2 separate regions of the Mus musculus genome follow, and region 1 is linked to region 2. Evidence: chromatin contacts called from public Micro-C data. All regions are on one chromosome and are shown on one strand. Each heading gives the region's core, a stretch centred on a gene start, on an enhancer-like site or on the middle of the called end of the contact. The rest is flanking DNA. Distances are from core to core; before and after follow the strand shown.

Region 1 (3,123 bases), core at 156-2,655, 250 kb after region 2:
AACTAAAACCAGACAACACACTAAATTACGCACCACACACACACACACTGTAAATGCACAAAATGTTCCATAATTGCCACCCTTTGTTCTTATATGGAACTAATGGGGGGGAGCACTGAATATGGATTCAGAAAGAGATTTGTGGCATCCCAAGACCTCTCCCACTTTCCTATATGGTCTCTCTTCCCTCTTCTCTGGACCTACTCACATTATCATTTGATGAACAAATTATCAAATTATGTGTTAAAAATATGAGTCGGGGGCTAGAGAGATGGCTCAGCAGATAAGAGCACTGACTGCTCTTCTGAAGGTCCTGAATTCAATTCCCAGCAATCACATGGTGGCTCACAACCATTTGTAATGAGATCTGAGGCCCTCTTCTGGTGCATCTGAAGACAGCTATAAGGTACTTATTTATAATAATAAATAAATCTTTGGGCCAGAGCTAGCAGGGACTGAGCTAGTGGAGTTGACTTGAGTGAGCATGGCCAACCAGAGCAAGCAGAGGTCCTAAATTCCATTCCCAACAACCACATGAAGGCTCACAACCTTCTGTACAGCTACAGCGTACTCATATTCATTAAGTAAATAAATAAATAAATAAATAAATAACTCTTAAAGTGTCAGGGGGCTAGAACAATGGCTGAGTGGTTAAGAACTTGCTGCAAGATCTTCCAGTTGATCAGAATTCGGATCCCAGCACCCACACTACAGCTTACAACTGTCTGTAACTACAGTTCTAGGAGATATGACGCCCTCTTCTGGCCTCCACAGAGACTGCGCACACATGGCGCATATATATATATATATATATATATATATATATATATATATATATATATATATGTGTGTGTGTGTGTGTGTGTGTGTATGTATATATATATATATATATATATATACACACATACATACATATACACACACATAGACCATAGACACACAAACATACACACATACATGAAGGCAACATACTCATACATATAACATTTAAAAATATCCTCAGGCCATATTAAAAAAAAATCAGCAAAGATAAAGATTGAGAACAAATTGTAAATACTTGTTAACAACCACATGTTCCAAAGCTTGTCCATCATTTTCTTTGTGTCACAAACACACACAGGAGACACAGGAGCTCATGCAAAAACACATACTTCATATACATGCACACGTTCAGGCTCTCTCTCCTTCTTAGTAGCCAGGACTTGCAACTTCTTAGAAACATGGATTCAGCTTGAGGCCAATTTTCACGGAACATTCTCTTCATTTCTTCCTTCCCTGACCTTTCACAGAAAGCCCATGCAGCCTTAGAAAGCGGCAGGCTTCTCCCCACTCTCCCCACATGGTCTGTACACTGTTTGGCGTCTGGCCTCTCCTGGCTGCGTCTGGTCTCAATGGAATGTGCTTATCAGTCTCACTCCCGGAAAACGAAGCCAAACAGCCCAGTACCCTGGTAGCTAAGAGGCTTGTACAAGCATGTGACATGTCATCAACAAGTGAGCTGACACAGATTCTTCAGGTTCCTTATCTGCCTATAACTTCTACCAGACCGACGTATCTCCCCACGTGCACCCACTCCTCCAAACTCTGTGCTTCCCACATCCACCTCACTCTCTCTTCTGCTCAGCCTATTAGCATCCATTGATTGACATTACAGCTGACAGTGATGACTGGACCAGTGGAGCTCCCTGGCACAGCTTTGTCATCCCCCGGAGGCTAGAGCATGGGGTAATGGGAGGACTTTGGTGTTGCACAGACTTGGCTCTGAGTCCAACTTCCTTTGAAGAGTATTTTTAACATGTCTTCATATCTCTGAACCTGTTTCCTCATCCGTGGAATGCAGAGCTCATCTCTGCCCCGCCAGGCGTTGGTGGGAAATAAGAAGACACACACTACAGATCATACTTTATATTGTCAGCATCATTGTTTTGCCCTAAGGATAGTTACGGTCACCTAGCAGAAACCTAGAACAAATCATGCTCTTTTTGCATCTGCAATTCGGTTGGTTAATTTTTTGTTTGTTTGCTTGCTATTGTTGTTGTTTTTTATTGTTGTTGTGTGGCATTAGAGAGATGGCTCAGCCATTAAGAATGGTGACTAATATTCTAGAGGACGCAGGTTTGACTCCCAGTATTCATTTTGTGGCCCACAACCACCTCTAACTCCAGTTCCATGGGATTCAATACCCTCTTCTGGCCTCTGTGGACACCAGGCTTCTACATAATGCACAGACATACTGGTAGGCAAAACACCCAAACACAAAAAAATAAAATAATGTATAAATTATGGGATGTAGAAACATCAATCCATCTTTTTAAAAGACTGTAGCACAGGGCTGTTGATGCATTTTAACTATATTTTTCTCATTGATTGGCTTTTCCCACCTTGAAGGTGAATGTAGCTAAAAGTACTTTCTCTCTCTCTCTCTCTCTCTCTCTCTCTCTCTCTCTCTCGTGTATATCTGTGTGTCTGTGTCTGTGTATGCATGTGAGAACAGCTTGGGTTGTCAGTCCTTGCTTTTCACCTTGTTTGGGGCAGGATCTCTTTTGTTTTTCTACTGTACATACCAGGCTAGCTTGCCTGAAGATTTTGGGGGTTCTGTCTCTGCCTCACTACAGGCACTGGGATTACAGATGATCATGACCCGTGTCCGGCCTTTACACAGGTTCTGGAGATCTGAACTCAAGTCTCATCCTTACACAGCCAGTACCTTACATACCGAGGCATCTCCTCCTTAGGCCTTTCATCAGTATTCCACTAAGAATTTTGGAGGGACAATAGTATATATATTATATACTTGAGCAAGTCTGCATGAATGTGCGTGCACATTGCTCTCTCTCTCTCTCTCTCTCTCTCTCTCACACACACACACACACACACACACACACACACACACACACAGTGCCAAGAATAGGAATAGTCAAATATGGCCGTCACACAATCTTGCCTCCCAAGCTGGGAGAGAGCATGTGGAAGCATTAGTCAGGACTGAACACCATTGTCCCTGGGGCAGGGAGGCTTGCAGTGTCAGGCTACAAGTTCTGCTTAATGAAGCCTCGAGGTCTTAATTGCTTTGAAATCCACACATACTGCCAGATAGTTCTCAGAATTGGGCAAGCCAGAAAC
Region 2 (3,278 bases), core at 37-2,536:
AAATATTTTGGCCTGATTTTTCCCAAATCCATCGAAGGCATTGCTGAAGTCCAATGCTTCCAATGAACAGAACTTGTGCTTCTTTATACCACGAACAGCAGGAGCAGCATCATGGTGGCACAAGAGGCCCCAGGTCCCAGGGTATGACACAGTGGGTTTCAATAACATAGCAAAGCTAGTGCCATAGCTAGGAAGCCAGGATAAAGAGCACAGCAGCCTTTATACCAAGCAGTAAATGAGTGGGTTGTACAGTCCGCTCAGTGTGGGGTTCTGAGCTGCACACAATTCTCTTGTAGAGTCACAGGAGAGGCCCAGGCATAAGATGTTTAAACCTTGTGCTTTGCACACTTAGAAAAGACACACACATGCATATGCTCACACTGCACAGAAGACAGCCTCATTCACAGATATCAGTAGCCATGTGTTACATGTCCCCTCTGTCACAGCTTCAGTGGTTATCCTAAAGACACAGGTGTATCCGGTTTAAGGCCCATGGACTGCAGGAGCCCAAGGACAGCTAGAAATGCAGCCCAGCACAAATCATAAACGTACGCTATGAGGGTGTTTGTTTGTTTGTTTGTTGGGTCTCTCACATGTGTAGTTATCTGGTGTAAACTTTGTAAATGGCAACATCCTGTCACAGTGTCAAAAGGTTGACCACTGACCTCTTTGAGGGCTGTGTTGAAAGACTAGAGATAATCTTAAGTTGGTTGTTTAAAATAAAACAAATAAGTAGAGGAGAAATGATCAGGACAGACAAAGATATGACAGAGGTTTCAAACGGTAAAATCATTGGATCCAGTGAACATGAATCCAACTGTTCAAAAAATAATATAAGCAAGCGTGGCTTTTAGAACCACCAAGCTAAAAATGAAGTAAAGGAAACCTTATGATGTTTTCAATTCATGAGCAAAGTTTATCTGAAAAACCTTAATACCCATGGCCCAGGGCACTGTCTCGGGGCTTTAAGATACTTGCCACCAAGTTTTGTTCTGACAATGAGTTTTGTCCCCAGGACCCACATGATGGAAGGAGAGAACTGACTCCCTCATGGTGTCCTCTGACCCTCACAAGTGTGTGCACACAATAATAAATAAATAAATGTAATAAAAAATTCAACATCTACTTGGGATTTAAAAAAAAAATCTTTCAGCAATAGGACTTAGTCCTGAAACCCTACAGCAAACATCTGTGGATCATCCTTAAAGTATGCAAGGAGCTGTGGGGACAGTTATACTCTAAACTCTGGGGCCTGAGGCCGATCGAGACAGCTGTGAACTGAGCCTGGAGCTCATGAGAAGTCAGAGGACGTGGGTTGACCTGGAGCACAATTGCTAAAGCACTTGCCTGCCATGTATAGACAAAACCCAGAGTACAGAAGGCAGGCCTGAAACCACAGGCACTCTGAGGAAGGTGCCCCACGCAGCGCATTGAGGGTTCCGCCATAACCACTCGAATGCCAGCAAGCACCAGTAAGCATATCCAGCGTGTTAACAAGATTGCAGTGAACAGTAGATTAGCACAGATTCTAAGGAGGCGAAAAAATAGTCACATCTAAAGAATGACTTCTGAGCCAGATGGCGAACAAGAGTGGACCTGGTAAAACCACACACCAATCTGCAAGCAGTTAGGGGCATGGCAGTCCCTCAAGAGGAAAATATACACAAAACCAGAATGGCTTCAAACAGATTGTACACATTTTTGTTGTTGTTGCTATTTTTACATTCAGAAAACAAACAGCTGGACGCTGTATGCCAGTCACGCCCAGGTAAGCAAAGACTAGGGTACACCAGGCTTGGTCACTTGAATTTGATGCTGAGGGTCACTGGATCTCAGTAGAGACTGACGTAATTTGCTTTGTAGTTTTGAGAGCACTCTTGGGGAAAACTAGGTCACTATAAATGACAATTAACAAGTTTGTTTGTGTTAAGCTCTAGTTTGTTTTGGTTGATTGGTTGGTTGGTTGGTTGGTTTTTTGGTTTTTGTTTTTGTTTTGTTTTTTTTCAGACAAAAATCACATGTGGCTCAGGCTGGCTTTGAACCCACAATTCTCTTGCTTCTACCTCCCAAGTGCTGGGGGTGGGCACCATCTTGCCCAGACACTGAGTGTTGATTTCACTATGGCAAGTGAAATCTTTCCAATGTGTCTAAAAAGATCCATGATAAGAATTCAGGAGCAAAGACGTTTGACAGAAGATCCAAGCAGAGGGTAAGAGGAAGAGGAAGAGTTAAATAACTGAGCTGTCCTGGTCATGGCCAGAAGCCACCTTGCCTTCTGGTCACACAGCCCTCCAGGTCAGGAGTCACTGCTCTGTGGAGGAAGGGCTTTGCCTGTGACAGCTGAAGCCACTGGAAAACAATGGTAGACACAGGAAAGCAAGGAACCTGGATAGGCACCATGCATTCGCGTCTTTGTAGATGGTCCATTTCCATTGTATGAGCCGGAAAAGGAAAAGTACCGCTAAGGTGGTGCTGCTGGTGGTTTCAAGTTGTTAGAAGACAAAGTTTTATGTTTTGTTTTGTTTTAACCACCTCGCTGAGTTTTACAGATGAATGGAAACTAACCCTGATGGAGCTGTACACCTAGACACAGGGAGGCAGACTGAGGAGCAAAGGGGCAGTTTACTGAAGTGTTACTATGTACAGAGCATCGTGCTGACACTTCCCCACGCACCTTCTCATTTAGCAGCCCTAACCAACACTCGAGGTAGCACCGCCAGCCTCCTCATTTCAAAACATGGGGAAGACCAAGGCAGAGAGAGAAGAGGTGACTTGGAGAATATCACAAGCCTGATTGACCTAGAAGTCCATGCCCTTCCCCACATACCCACATCGAGAGGTAAAGCTCCCTAAGCTTCGTAGGCCCCACGAGGGCAGAATGTGATAGGGGACAATCGATAAGCAGAAACTGTGGGACAAACCCTTCAGTGCACTATTGGAATTAAGAGAGCAAGATCTCCCCATATCTGACACTGAAAAATCGGGTTTCCTGGTATCTTAGTTACTCTCCTGTATAAAATACCTTGACAAGATAAACATAAGGGTTTATGGTTTCTGGGGGATTGAGTGCATCATGATGGGGAAGGCACACTGGTTGAAAAGGAGTGAAAGCAGAGAGGGGAAGGCATGGTGACTGGTCACATGGAATCTGCATTCAGGAAGCAGAGAATAAACAGGAAGTGGAGCCAGGCTCTAAAGCCTCAAGGCCTGCCCCCAGTGACCCACTTTCTCCAGCCAGCCCTGGCCTCCTAAAGATTCCACAAACTCTCAAAACAGCT

What was found. Hi-C and Micro-C count contacts between places; a contact is called where the count stands out from the background.
Region 1: a Micro-C map of trophoblast stem cells shows a contact between it and region 2, with 3 times the contacts expected there. The contact joins two enhancer-like sites. A contact is called at or near these places in 12 of 39 promoter capture datasets (the 3T3-L1 cell line, 3T3-L1-derived adipocytes, cranial neural crest and 7 more), 15 of 484 Hi-C or Micro-C datasets (the AML12 cell line, the HL-1 cell line, MC3T3-E1-derived osteoblasts and 8 more), 8 of 115 datasets of contacts at active chromatin or transcription factors (cardiomyocytes, embryonic basal ganglia, embryonic forebrain and 5 more) and 3 of 9 other capture datasets (embryonic stem cells, liver and pancreatic islet).

Annotation. Positions count from the first base shown.
Region 1 is chr7:112,654,871-112,657,993 of GRCm38.p6, forward strand. No RefSeq gene overlaps it. Among named protein-coding and RNA genes, the nearest start is that of Gm40451, 18 kb to the right of the region's middle. Within about 2 kb of position 1,406, at least 44 of the 459 cell types and tissues checked have an H3K27ac peak or open chromatin away from gene starts, as enhancers often do. A contact at or near this core is called in trophoblast stem cells, where this site is marked.
Region 2 is chr7:112,402,050-112,405,327 of GRCm38.p6, forward strand. All of the region lies in intron 7 of Micalcl (MICAL C-terminal like), which reads left to right. The region is part of intron 1 of Gm51494 (a long non-coding RNA gene); the gene reads right to left. Among named protein-coding and RNA genes, the nearest start is that of Gm51494, 11 kb to the right of the region's middle. Within about 2 kb of position 1,287, at least 2 of the 459 cell types and tissues checked have an H3K27ac peak or open chromatin away from gene starts, as enhancers often do. A contact at or near this core is called in trophoblast stem cells, where this site is marked.